Regions from separate parts of the Sus scrofa genome. Here all the other regions are linked to region 2. The links are chromatin contacts, called in public HiChIP or PLAC-seq maps. All regions are on one chromosome and are shown on one strand. Each heading gives the region's core, a stretch centred on a gene start, on an enhancer-like site or on the middle of the called end of the contact. The rest is flanking DNA. Distances are from core to core; before and after follow the strand shown. Region 1 overlaps GNG7 (guanine nucleotide-binding protein G(I)/G(S)/G(O) subunit gamma-7). Region 2 overlaps GNG7 (guanine nucleotide-binding protein G(I)/G(S)/G(O) subunit gamma-7). Region 3 has its middle 16 kb from the start of GADD45B.

Region 1 (3,199 bases), core at 216-2,715, 77 kb after region 2:
CCTCTCAGGCCCCCCTGGCCAGCACATCAGCTCTCCAGGCCACCTAACAAGCTATCGAGTCCAGCTTATGGTTCTGGGAGTCAGTGGTCAGGCCGAGGTATGGCCACCCTCTCTGCTCAGGGCCTCACCAGGCTGCAGTTGAAAGCCTCATCTGGAGCTCATTTTGGTTGTTCCAGAATTCAGTTCCTTGCAGCCATAGCACTGGGCTTCCCCTTCCCTTGCAACCTCCTCCATTTCTTGTCACCTAGCCACCTCCATCGTCAGAGCTGGCAACAAGGGCTCTCCCTCATGTGGGATCCCTTTCACCCTTGTTCCCCTGATTAGAGTAGGCCCACCAAGGACAGCCCCTATCATGGACACAAGGTGGCCCCAGAGCCATGTCCCCTAGTATTCTCGGGTGCTGCACACTTAGAGAGGGGATGGCACAAGGTCACTGGGCGTCATCGTAGAGGTGTGGACAGACCCCACGAGGCCCTTGCTAGGTTGCTGGTGAAGGTGGGGTGTGTGACAAAGGCTTCATAATTGCCAGCCAGTCCCCCAGGTGCGGCCCAGGGGGGTCACTCCAGGTCACAGGTGGGGGGGGGGGCATTAGCCCTGACTCAGGGTAGGCCCTGAAACCAGCACCACACCCCAGAAATAAAACCTTCATTCCCATGTCTCATGAGCCTCCCTGTTGTCATTAATGGCAAAATTCAGGACAGAGGCATTGACATGAGGGCTCTGTCAAGGGATTCTAATCCAGTGCTTCTCAACTGGAGGGGTGGTCCTGCCCCCTGGAGACATGGGGCTATGTCTGGGGACACCTGTGGTTGTCACAGCTAAGGGGTTTCTGGTGTGGGGAGGGCAGGGATGCTGCTCTGCCTCCCACAGTGAATGACCTGCACCAGTGTCAGCAGGGCTGTAGGGGGACAGGGGGAGGACAGACCCTGGACTAGTTCATCCTCCTCAGGACAGTAGGTGGCCTTTTGGGGACATTCTCTCTCTCTGAGAGCCAGGGCTCCCACCTCACCTCATCCCAGGCCTGGTAGCTCATGCTGCTTCTAGTCGTTGTATCTCTGAGATGCAGAACAGAGGAGCAGCGGGCTAGGGGGAGAACAGAGTCCTGAACCCCCTGTTTTCAATCCTCCAGCACTACGTGACCCGCTTTTCCATGAACGGAGCAGTTAGTCTAGGTCTTGCCTAGAACCTCCCTGGGGGAAGAGGTGCAGCCGTGGCTTCCCAGGAACCGGCTGCTCTGCAGGTCCACATTCTGCAGGTTGTGGAAATGACAGCCTGGCCGGCTGGGGCGGGGTCCTCAGGAGCTCCCTCTAGGGCCACCAGAACCAGAAGCCGCTCCTCGAAGGCCCTGCTCCCCTTGCCTCTGCCCCGCCAGCCACATTTTTCACATTCTTTTCCTTCTACGCAGCCTGAAGCAGCCAACTTTCAGAGGCTTCCACTGGCATCCTGTCCTCTCTTCTGGTGAGGAGGCAGCACTGGTGGCCGGTGTCGTTTCTCAGGCCGGCCGAGCGGCACCCTCCCAGCTATGCGAGCTATGTATGGAATTCAAAGCCATTGCAGGCATGGCATTCTCGCTGTCACTGCTTCCTGAGCAGCCGGAAAGCACCTCCGGTGCTGAGATGGCATCGCAGGCTGAGCAGGGGGCATGTCTGCTGGGGCCTCTGTGTCTGCCTGCCAGAGATGCCCTGCGGGATGGGGTGTCCTCCCTGGCCGCCTGGGCTACATGCCCATCCCACTCTCCCATCTGCCCTGCGCCTCAGCCTCGGGGCCCCAGGCTGGCTGGCTGCTTCTTGGCTTTGCCTCCAACAAGGTCTCAGATCCCTGTCTGCCATGTGTTCCTCCCCCCACCCCGCCACAAGAGCGATCCGGACACATAGTCATGTCAGGCATCCTGGCAGACCCAGAGTAGAAAGCCACCTTAGAGCCCACAGTGCCTGGCCTGCCTGAGGGAGTGCCCATTACCCCATCTAACCCGCCCAGCCAGAAGGAAGCAGACATGACTGCCAGGAAACACCAGCCAGCAGTAGCAAAGGAACAGAGACATGATAAGTCCTCCTGGGGGGTGGGGAGGGGCTGTCCTCCATGGGGGCAGAGGTGATTATGCAGGGGCCTCTCAGGAGCACACACGTGTAGCCGTGTTGGAAGCTGGCAGGACAGCCTGCTCATGTCCTGGGAGAAAATGCAGAGTTCCCTCTTTGGCACAGTGGGTTAAGGAGCTGGTGTTGCTACAGCTGCAGTGTAGTTCACAGATGCAGCTCAAATTTGATCCCTGACCTGGGAACTTCCGTATGCCGTGAGTGTGGCTGAAAAAGATAAAAAAAAAAAAAAAAAAAGGACGGGAACTCCAAGATCCCCAGCATCACTTACAAACCATAACCAGACAGGAGGCACTCAGGGTTTTCTCTGACGCTGGTGGCCACTCAGGCCTGCCCCAGGCCCAGTGCTGGTGTCACTGATGTCCCCAGTGTTCTGCCCTAGTCCTTCCTCAGAAAAAGAAGCATCACCCCCCAGTGTGTGGAGACCCTCAGACCTGGGTCCCCCCATGTCTATACTCTTTGCCAAATGCACTGGGCCATGGACGATACAGGGACCGTGCCCCGCTGGTATTTGTCTTTCTCTTTCTGACTGACTTCACTTAGTATGAGAGTCTCTAGTTCCATTCATGTTGCTGCAAATGGCATTATTTTCTTTTTTATGGCTAAGTAATATTCCATTGTGTATATACACCACATCTTAATCCATTCATCTGTCGATGGACATTTGCTGATTGTTGTTTCCATGCCTTGGCTAATGTTTGTAGTGATGCAATGAACATAGGAGTGCATGTATCTTTTTCAATGAAAGTTTTGTCTGGTTACATGCCCAGGAGTGGGATTGCTGGGTCATATGGTAGTTCTATATTTAAAGTTTCTATATTTTTCTGAGATATCTCCATACTGTTTTCCATAGTGGTTGTACGTACTTTCCTTCTGATTAGGAAAATATATAGCTTCTACTTCAACACCAAGATGAGGGCTTTTCTTTTTCTTCCTTTTCTTTTTCTTTTTCTTTTTTTTTTTTTTTTTCTCCTTTTCTTTTCTTTTTTTCTTTTTAGGGCCGAACCCACGGCATATGGAAGTTCTGAGGCTGGGGTCAAATTGGAGCTGCAGCTGCCAGACTACATCACAGCCACAGGAACATGGGATCCAGGCCTTGTCTGCGA
Region 2 (3,124 bases), core at 218-2,717:
CTCACGGGAGCCTTCACAATAGCAGCACCCTCCACGTCTGTGCACCTCCTGCGGGAGGTGGAACTCCAAGACGGCGCCCATGACGGCTGCCCCTGGTGTCCACACCCTGTGTGATCCCTGCTCCCGAGTGTGGGTGGAGCCTGGAATGGGTGGGATGCCACTGTGGTTAGGCTGGTGTGATATGGCCAAAGGGACTTGGCGGGTGTCACGAAGACCCTTAATCAGTTGACCTTAGAGTTCATCACAAGGGGGGCCATCTGGGTGGGATGGGCCCTTCCAAGAGATCAGAAGCGTGTCTAGAGGCGTCAGATCCATAGACACAGGAAGTGGATGGTGGGGCAGGGGCTGGGGGAGGGGCTGGCAAGTCAGTGTTTCATGGGGACAGAGTTTCCATTCGGGAAGATGAGAAAGTCCTGGAGATGATGGTGGGGATGGTCACATGACATTGTGAATGTGCCTAATGCCACTGAGCTGTGCACTTAGAAATATTTAAGATGGCAAGATGCCTTTTATCACAATAAAGAGAGTGAGAGGGGAGTTCCCATGGTGGCTCAGCAGAAATGAATCTGACTGGCATCCATGAGGACGCAGGTTCGATCCCTGGCCTCGCTCTGTGGGTTAAGGATCTGGCGTTGCTGTGAGCTATGGTGTAGGCCAGCAGCTACAGCTCCAATTCGACCCCTAGCCTGGAAGCCTCCATGTGTCGTGAGTGCAGACCTAAAAAGATTAAAAAGAGAGAGAGAGAGCGAGAGGGAGAAAGACCAGAGTAGTGGCAGACACTCTCCTACTGGCCTTGAAGAAAGCAAACAGCCACATCATGAGCTGGATGAGGCCATGCAGCCTCGGAGCTGAGAGCTACTCTCACCCAACAACCAGCAGGAAAAGTCCTACCACTGCGGGGAGGTGGATTCTGCCAACCACACAGATGAGCTTGGGAGGCGACCCTGAGTTCCCAGCGGAGAACTCAACCTAGCCAGTCCCTCGATTTCAGGCTTTTGAGACCCCGATTTGAGGACCCAGTTAAGCCACACCCTCTTTCCTAACACAGAAACCAGGAGATGATCAAGGATGTTGTTTTTGACCCTACGTTTGTGGCATCTTGTCACACACCAGTAGCTGACTGACACACCTACCCGGTTGCCTTCAGGTGTGCTCGTTCTGAAACTCACCTCAACCCTGCCAATTAGAGATCACCAGCTCCGTCTCACAGAGAAACTAGGAGCTGAGAGAGGCTGAGGAACTGGCCCAGGGCCACGCGGTAACTGTTCTGTGACATTCTAATTAGCTGCATCTGTTACCCAGGCTGGACCGTAAGCTCCTTCAGGTCAAGGATCTTGCCCAACCGCCGGCCGGATGTTTAGCAAGTGAGCAAAAGAAGGAAGGAATGAGCTGGGGAGGAATCCTCACCTGACCTCCCCAGCGGAGAGGCGAGCCTGTGAGCAGGACTCATGACACATAGGGGCCTGCAGGGAGCGCACTCACCACGCCCCGAAAGCAGTGATGATCACACTGGGCTCCCTCGCTGAGTCAGCGGCCAGGGCCGAGGTCAGCTCGTGAGTCCCCTGGAATGGGACATGCTGTCCCTGGCTCCCTGACTAACGTCCCAGCTGATTCGAGAGCTCTGCCTGATGACAGGCGAGCTTGGAGCCAGGGCCCCTGGGTGCTGGGCTCACAAAGCCAAGCGGCTGGAAGGCAGGGAGAGCTGGGCTGCGAGCTGTGGGTGTCCTTGACCAGGGAGCCAGGGCTGCCAGTGAGGACAGGCATGCGGAGAAGGTGGGAAGAGAGGCAGCTGGGGACTGGGGATGGGGCCACACCCACACGGGCCCCTTGGTGAACCGTCAACCAAGTCTCCCTTGTCCCCATGCTGAGGGGCAGGGCCGGCTGGCCCCCTCGGCACTGATGGCCGGGTAGGAGGGAGCAGTCATTTTCTGGACGGGGCCAGGCACCGTGGGGGGTGGAGCAGCATCCCTGCTCCCACCCATTCAATGCCAGGAGCCTCCCACTAATGACAACCACAGGTGTCCCCAACTGCTCGGGGGTGGGGGGGTGGGAGAGGAGTAGAATCACTCCAGCTGAGACCCTGGTTGAGTGAGCTGATAGTGACAGCACTGCCTGAGAGCAACAGCAGGTGCTCCCCCAAGGCTTCAGGGAGGCCTTCTTGGAGGAAGTGACGTCTGAGTTGAGGTTGGTGGTGCCATGGAGCTGACTGGGGTGGGAGGGTGTGTGCTTGGGAGCAGAAGCTGCTTCCAGGACAGTGGGCAAGGGTGCAAGGTGAAGCAGAGGGAGCAAGGAGGCCTTGGGCAGAGACTATCTTATCCTGAGGGCAGTAGGGAGCCATAGAGGGTTCCATCCCACCCATGGCAGCAATCAGTTGATTTCCTGGTTTTCTGCATTAGGAAACTGAGCCACAGAGAAGGTGAGGTGCCCCAATCACCCCCAGCAGTGATGGGGAAAGGCCCAGCAGGCTTCAGGGCTGTTTCCACAATGTTTGAGGGTGGGGTGGCCACTGGCGCCAGGCCTGCGGGAAGCAGCACCACCTCAGCACCTCCCACTCTGAGACCCCCTTCAGGCAGGCATCTGCTCCCACCCTCTTTCCCTTCAGTAAATTGGGGTGATGACTGCCCTGCTGCCCAAGGCTGCTGCAAGAGGAGGTGAGGTTATCAGTTCTGCCGTCCGTGTCCCCAGGAGGCACAGTGAGGGTTCTGGATGGACAGGAAGCATGTCACATCACCCTGTTGTCTTTGAAATTCTCCTGCCTGAGCCCCTGACCCTCCCCTCTGGTCTCTGCCTTCCTTCTTCCTGAAGGTGTCAGGGGTCGTCCAGCCTCCCTGGTATCCATGGAAACCTGGGCCTGAGTGAGGGACCCCAAGCCCTTCAGCAGGTTGGTGGGGAGCTCTGAGCCCCTGCTCCCCACCCCAGGACCCTTCCCCTTGACTGAAAGAACCATGGGGACAGAACTTTCCCCTGGGAGGTGACCAGCAAGAGTGCACCCTCTGCAGGTCCCACCCCGCGTCCACCAGGAAGGACAGCAGTGAGGCGGTACTTCTGTGTCCTGAGCTGACCTTGTCTTCCTGTTCTTGGGGCAGGAACAGCTCAGCCCTTGGAGTGGACTTGTCCAAGCTCA
Region 3 (3,437 bases), core at 276-2,775, 110 kb after region 2:
GAGATAGAGTCACTACTTCAAGTTTGCCCAGCTGTTAAACTCTCAAGTGTAAATAGAGATGAAATGGTTGGGGAATGAGCCTCAAATGGGTCCCACTCCTGCCCTGGATCCTCTGTGCCTCGGTTTACCCACGCATGCAGATTTCCCTCTTGGGAATGTTGTTCCCCGCCTCAGCCAGAGTGTAGAAGTCAAGACCCCTTCACAGCAGAGCCTACAGTCACAACCCTGAAAGGAGGTGAAAGGTGAGTCGGGGAAGCCCCACCCTGCCCAGGAGACGGAATTCTGATGTGAGATGTCACGGAGGCCAGAAAGTCTGGCTCACCTGGAACGTGGGAACGCCCTTAAGCGGCCCCTCCCCCACAATCAGGAAACAAGGAAATCGCCCCACTAGGTCTGCCCCAAGGGAGACCCCTACTCCTGGGGGCTGTTTGTCCTTGTCTGTCCTTTGTGATCCAGGCAAGCCTTTGGTCAGCCAGGAGGAGGAGGAGGAGGTGGAGAGGCGGAGCGGCCAGCCTGGGTGGAGGAATCCCCAAACCGGCTATTTTTAGCCGGATAAACTATTCCAACACCTTCCCAAAATAGAAAGCAGCCTCCCTGCCCCACAAAAGGCCTGGGCAGCTAGAGAAACGGGTGGGGTTTCAGGAAAGGTGGCCTCGGGCAATCCCCCCCCCCCCCGCCGCCCCAGGTTTTCTCCCCAGCCGCCCTCCCCAGGGCTGGCTACGCACTGAACAGGGCCGGGGGCGGAGGGTGCTGACCCCAAGACCTGGAGGGGTCGGAACTCCCAGGAAGGGTAAGGACCCTGTAAAGTGGAGTCCCCTCCCCCTCCCCACTTCCCTGGCCTGAGGGCTGCTGACCCAGGAATCGAGAGGGCCTTAGCCCCGCCACGCAGGCTAAAAATAGCCCTCGCCTCCTCCCAGGCTATTTTTAGAGTCTACTCGTCCTGGCCTCAGCACAAAGGCAGCCAGCCGGTGGGCACACCCCGCCGGGCAGCCTGGGCGCCCGGCTCTGACGCCGGCAACGCCTCTGGCCACCGCAGGGGCCAGAGCTGGGGAGAGACCAACAGGGTGGACAGACCTGGCTTGAGCGCCCAACTTGCTGGGTGGCGCCAGGGCAGCCCAGGCCCTCTCTGAGCCCGCTCGCTACGGAAAAGAGAGGGACACTGGTGGGTGAGGGATCGAGACCCCAGAAGGGGCTGGGAAAAGGGGGCTTCCAGCCCCGGCCCCTCACTCTTTCGACTGGGTGACTCTTTGAGAACCCCGAGATGAGGACTTGAGGCATGCAAGTCTCACAGGTGAGGGCCCACGAGCCTCAGTTTCCACACCTGTGAAATGGGGACATTGGCCGCACCTGGCTCAGGGCTGATCGGAACACAGCGCTCAACCCGTAGCCGGGCAAGTACAAGGCTTGGGGCGCGATTCCGCAGCCAGAATCACTTTCATTTCTCCAGATCCTCCTCCCGCCCAGGCCAGCTCCAGCAACGCTGGGGCTGATGTCATCCCAGCCAGGTCCAACCTCCCCGCGCGGCGGGCGCAGGCGGGCGCCGCCGTCACAGGCGTTCCTGCGCCAGGGAATCCCGGCCCCCGCGCAAGGTCTCCAGTGGAAATCCGTGACGCCAGTGCCCGCCGCCACAGGTCTTCCGGCCCGTCAGAGCAGCGGGGCGGGGCGTGATCCAACTCAGACCCCCCCCGCCCCGCCCCCACCCCCGCCACGCCGGCCCTGGGCGCGCGCCCGCAAGTTCCAGGAGCACCCAGCCGCGTGCACACGCTCCCCGAGTGTGGAGTGCCCGGGTCCCGGTGCAGCGACACACTTGCACGCCTGGGGGGTTCAGGCATGCACAAGTTCATGGGATACCGCATGGAAAGCACCGTAGATCTGTGTACAGAGCCTCTGCTGGCTCTGAGGAGAGGGTGGGAAACCCTAGCTGACCCTGCAGGGCCTGTCTGTGATGGAGGAGAGGAGGAGGGGCACCAAGCCCGCCCGCTCCCCCACCACACACAAGGGTGCCGGTGGCCTGTGGGCGTGGAGCCGCGGCGATGACTCTGAGCCTGTTCACCGTCTCCCCGCCAGTCTGGGAGCTAATTACTGTCAGGACGAGACGAGTTGGCTGGAAAGATGAACAAATCGCAGTGTGTCTGTAGCACGTCTGGGTCTGCAGGCCCCACCGGCGTCTGTTCCGGGGGTGTGGGGCGTGACAACCCGGCTGCTTCGTGTGTGCGCCCTTGGGAGTCTTGGGCATGTGCGTGGATCCTGGCGGGCCTCTGTGGGTGATCGGGGCAAGATCCCAGCTTGCTCTGTGTCTGTGTGCGCCCGCGCCTTTGTGGGAACATCTACTCTCTGTATATGTAAAATGCATCTAATCATAGTATTTCCTTCCTAGTTTATGAAGAATAAATGAATTAATGTAAAGCGTTTTCTCACCAGGGGGCCCGGTAACCCCACTCCTAGGTATTATCCAGGAGAAATGAAAACTTAGGTCCACACCTCCGTGGTGAATATTTGTAGCAACTTTATTCCTAACCACCAGAAACAGCAAACAACCCAGCTCCCCATTCCTGGTGAACAGGCAAACAGGTGGGACCATAGGTTGAAATACTAGTCAGTGATCAAGAGAAACAAACTAGGAGTTCCTGTCATGGCTCAGCGGAAAGGAATCTGACTAGTATCCAGGAGGATGTGGGTTCAATCCCTGGCCTCACTCAGTGGCTAAAGGATCTGTCATTGTTGTGAGCTGTGGTGTAGGTTGCAGATTCGGCTGAAATCTGGTGTTGCTGTGGCTGTGGTGTAGGCCAGCAGCTGCAGCTCTGATTGGACCCCTAGTCTGGGAACCTCCATATGCCTCGGGTGCTGCCCTAAAAAGGCAAAAAAAGAAAAGAGAGGAACAAACTAACTTTGAAATATTGATGCCCGGTGAGAGAAGCAGACACAGAAGACCATATAGTGTGAAACTTCATTGATGGGAAATGTCCAGAAAAGGCACAGCCACAGACCCTGAGAATTGGTTCCTGGTTGTCAGGGGCTGGGGGAGGGGGTGGAGGTGACTGCTCATGGGACCAGGCTTCTTTTAGGGGGGTGATAAAAATATTTTGGAATTATAGACGACGGTTGCACCGGTCTGAATACACTAAAAACCACGGAATTATACCCTTCAAAGGGGTGAATTTTATGGTATGTGTTTGTATCTTTATTTTTTATTTTTTTAAAGGAACAAACTACTTACACATGTAGCAACGTGGATGGGTCTCTGAGGCAGTTTGCTGAGTTTCAAGAACAGACTCAAAAGGCTGGGTTCTGCGTAATCCTATTTATATGACTTCCTGGAAAAGGCCAAATGTAGGGACAGAGGAGATGGGTGGTGGCAGGGGTTGGTAGTGGGGGAGGATACTGATAGTGGGAGAGGGAACTGACTACACAAAGGGACAGGAAGGGGGGGGATCTGT

Evidence for each region. HiChIP or PLAC-seq counts read pairs in DNA pulled down with a chosen protein or histone mark.
Region 1: a contact with region 2 is called in an H3K27ac HiChIP or PLAC-seq map of skeletal muscle. The contact joins two enhancer-like sites. A contact is called at or near these places in 10 of 47 Hi-C or Micro-C datasets (embryonic fibroblasts, epiblast stem cells, liver and 3 more) and 1 of 2 datasets of contacts at active chromatin or transcription factors (skeletal muscle).
Region 3: a contact with region 2 is called in an H3K27ac HiChIP or PLAC-seq map of skeletal muscle. The contact joins two enhancer-like sites. A contact is called at or near these places in 7 of 47 Hi-C or Micro-C datasets (liver, mesenteric adipose tissue, omental adipose tissue and 3 more) and 2 of 2 datasets of contacts at active chromatin or transcription factors (alveolar macrophages and skeletal muscle).

Annotation. Positions count from the first base shown.
Region 1 is chr2:76,061,271-76,064,469 of Sscrofa11.1, forward strand. The region is part of intron 4 of GNG7 (guanine nucleotide-binding protein G(I)/G(S)/G(O) subunit gamma-7); the gene reads left to right. Among named protein-coding and RNA genes, the nearest start is that of GADD45B, 49 kb to the right of the region's middle. Within about 2 kb of position 1,466, at least 26 of the 83 cell types and tissues checked have an H3K27ac peak or open chromatin away from gene starts, as enhancers often do. A contact at or near this core is called in omental adipose tissue and skeletal muscle, where this site is marked.
Region 2 is chr2:75,984,349-75,987,472 of Sscrofa11.1, forward strand. All of the region lies in intron 2 of GNG7 (guanine nucleotide-binding protein G(I)/G(S)/G(O) subunit gamma-7), which reads left to right. Among named protein-coding and RNA genes, the nearest start is that of GNG7, 56 kb to the left of the region's middle. Within about 2 kb of position 1,468, at least 29 of the 83 cell types and tissues checked have an H3K27ac peak or open chromatin away from gene starts, as enhancers often do. A contact at or near this core is called in alveolar macrophages, liver, mesenteric adipose tissue and 4 more, where this site is marked.
Region 3 is chr2:76,093,891-76,097,327 of Sscrofa11.1, forward strand. No RefSeq gene overlaps it. Among named protein-coding and RNA genes, the nearest start is that of GADD45B, 16 kb to the right of the region's middle. Within about 2 kb of position 1,526, at least 63 of the 83 cell types and tissues checked have an H3K27ac peak or open chromatin away from gene starts, as enhancers often do. A contact at or near this core is called in alveolar macrophages, liver, mesenteric adipose tissue and 4 more, where this site is marked.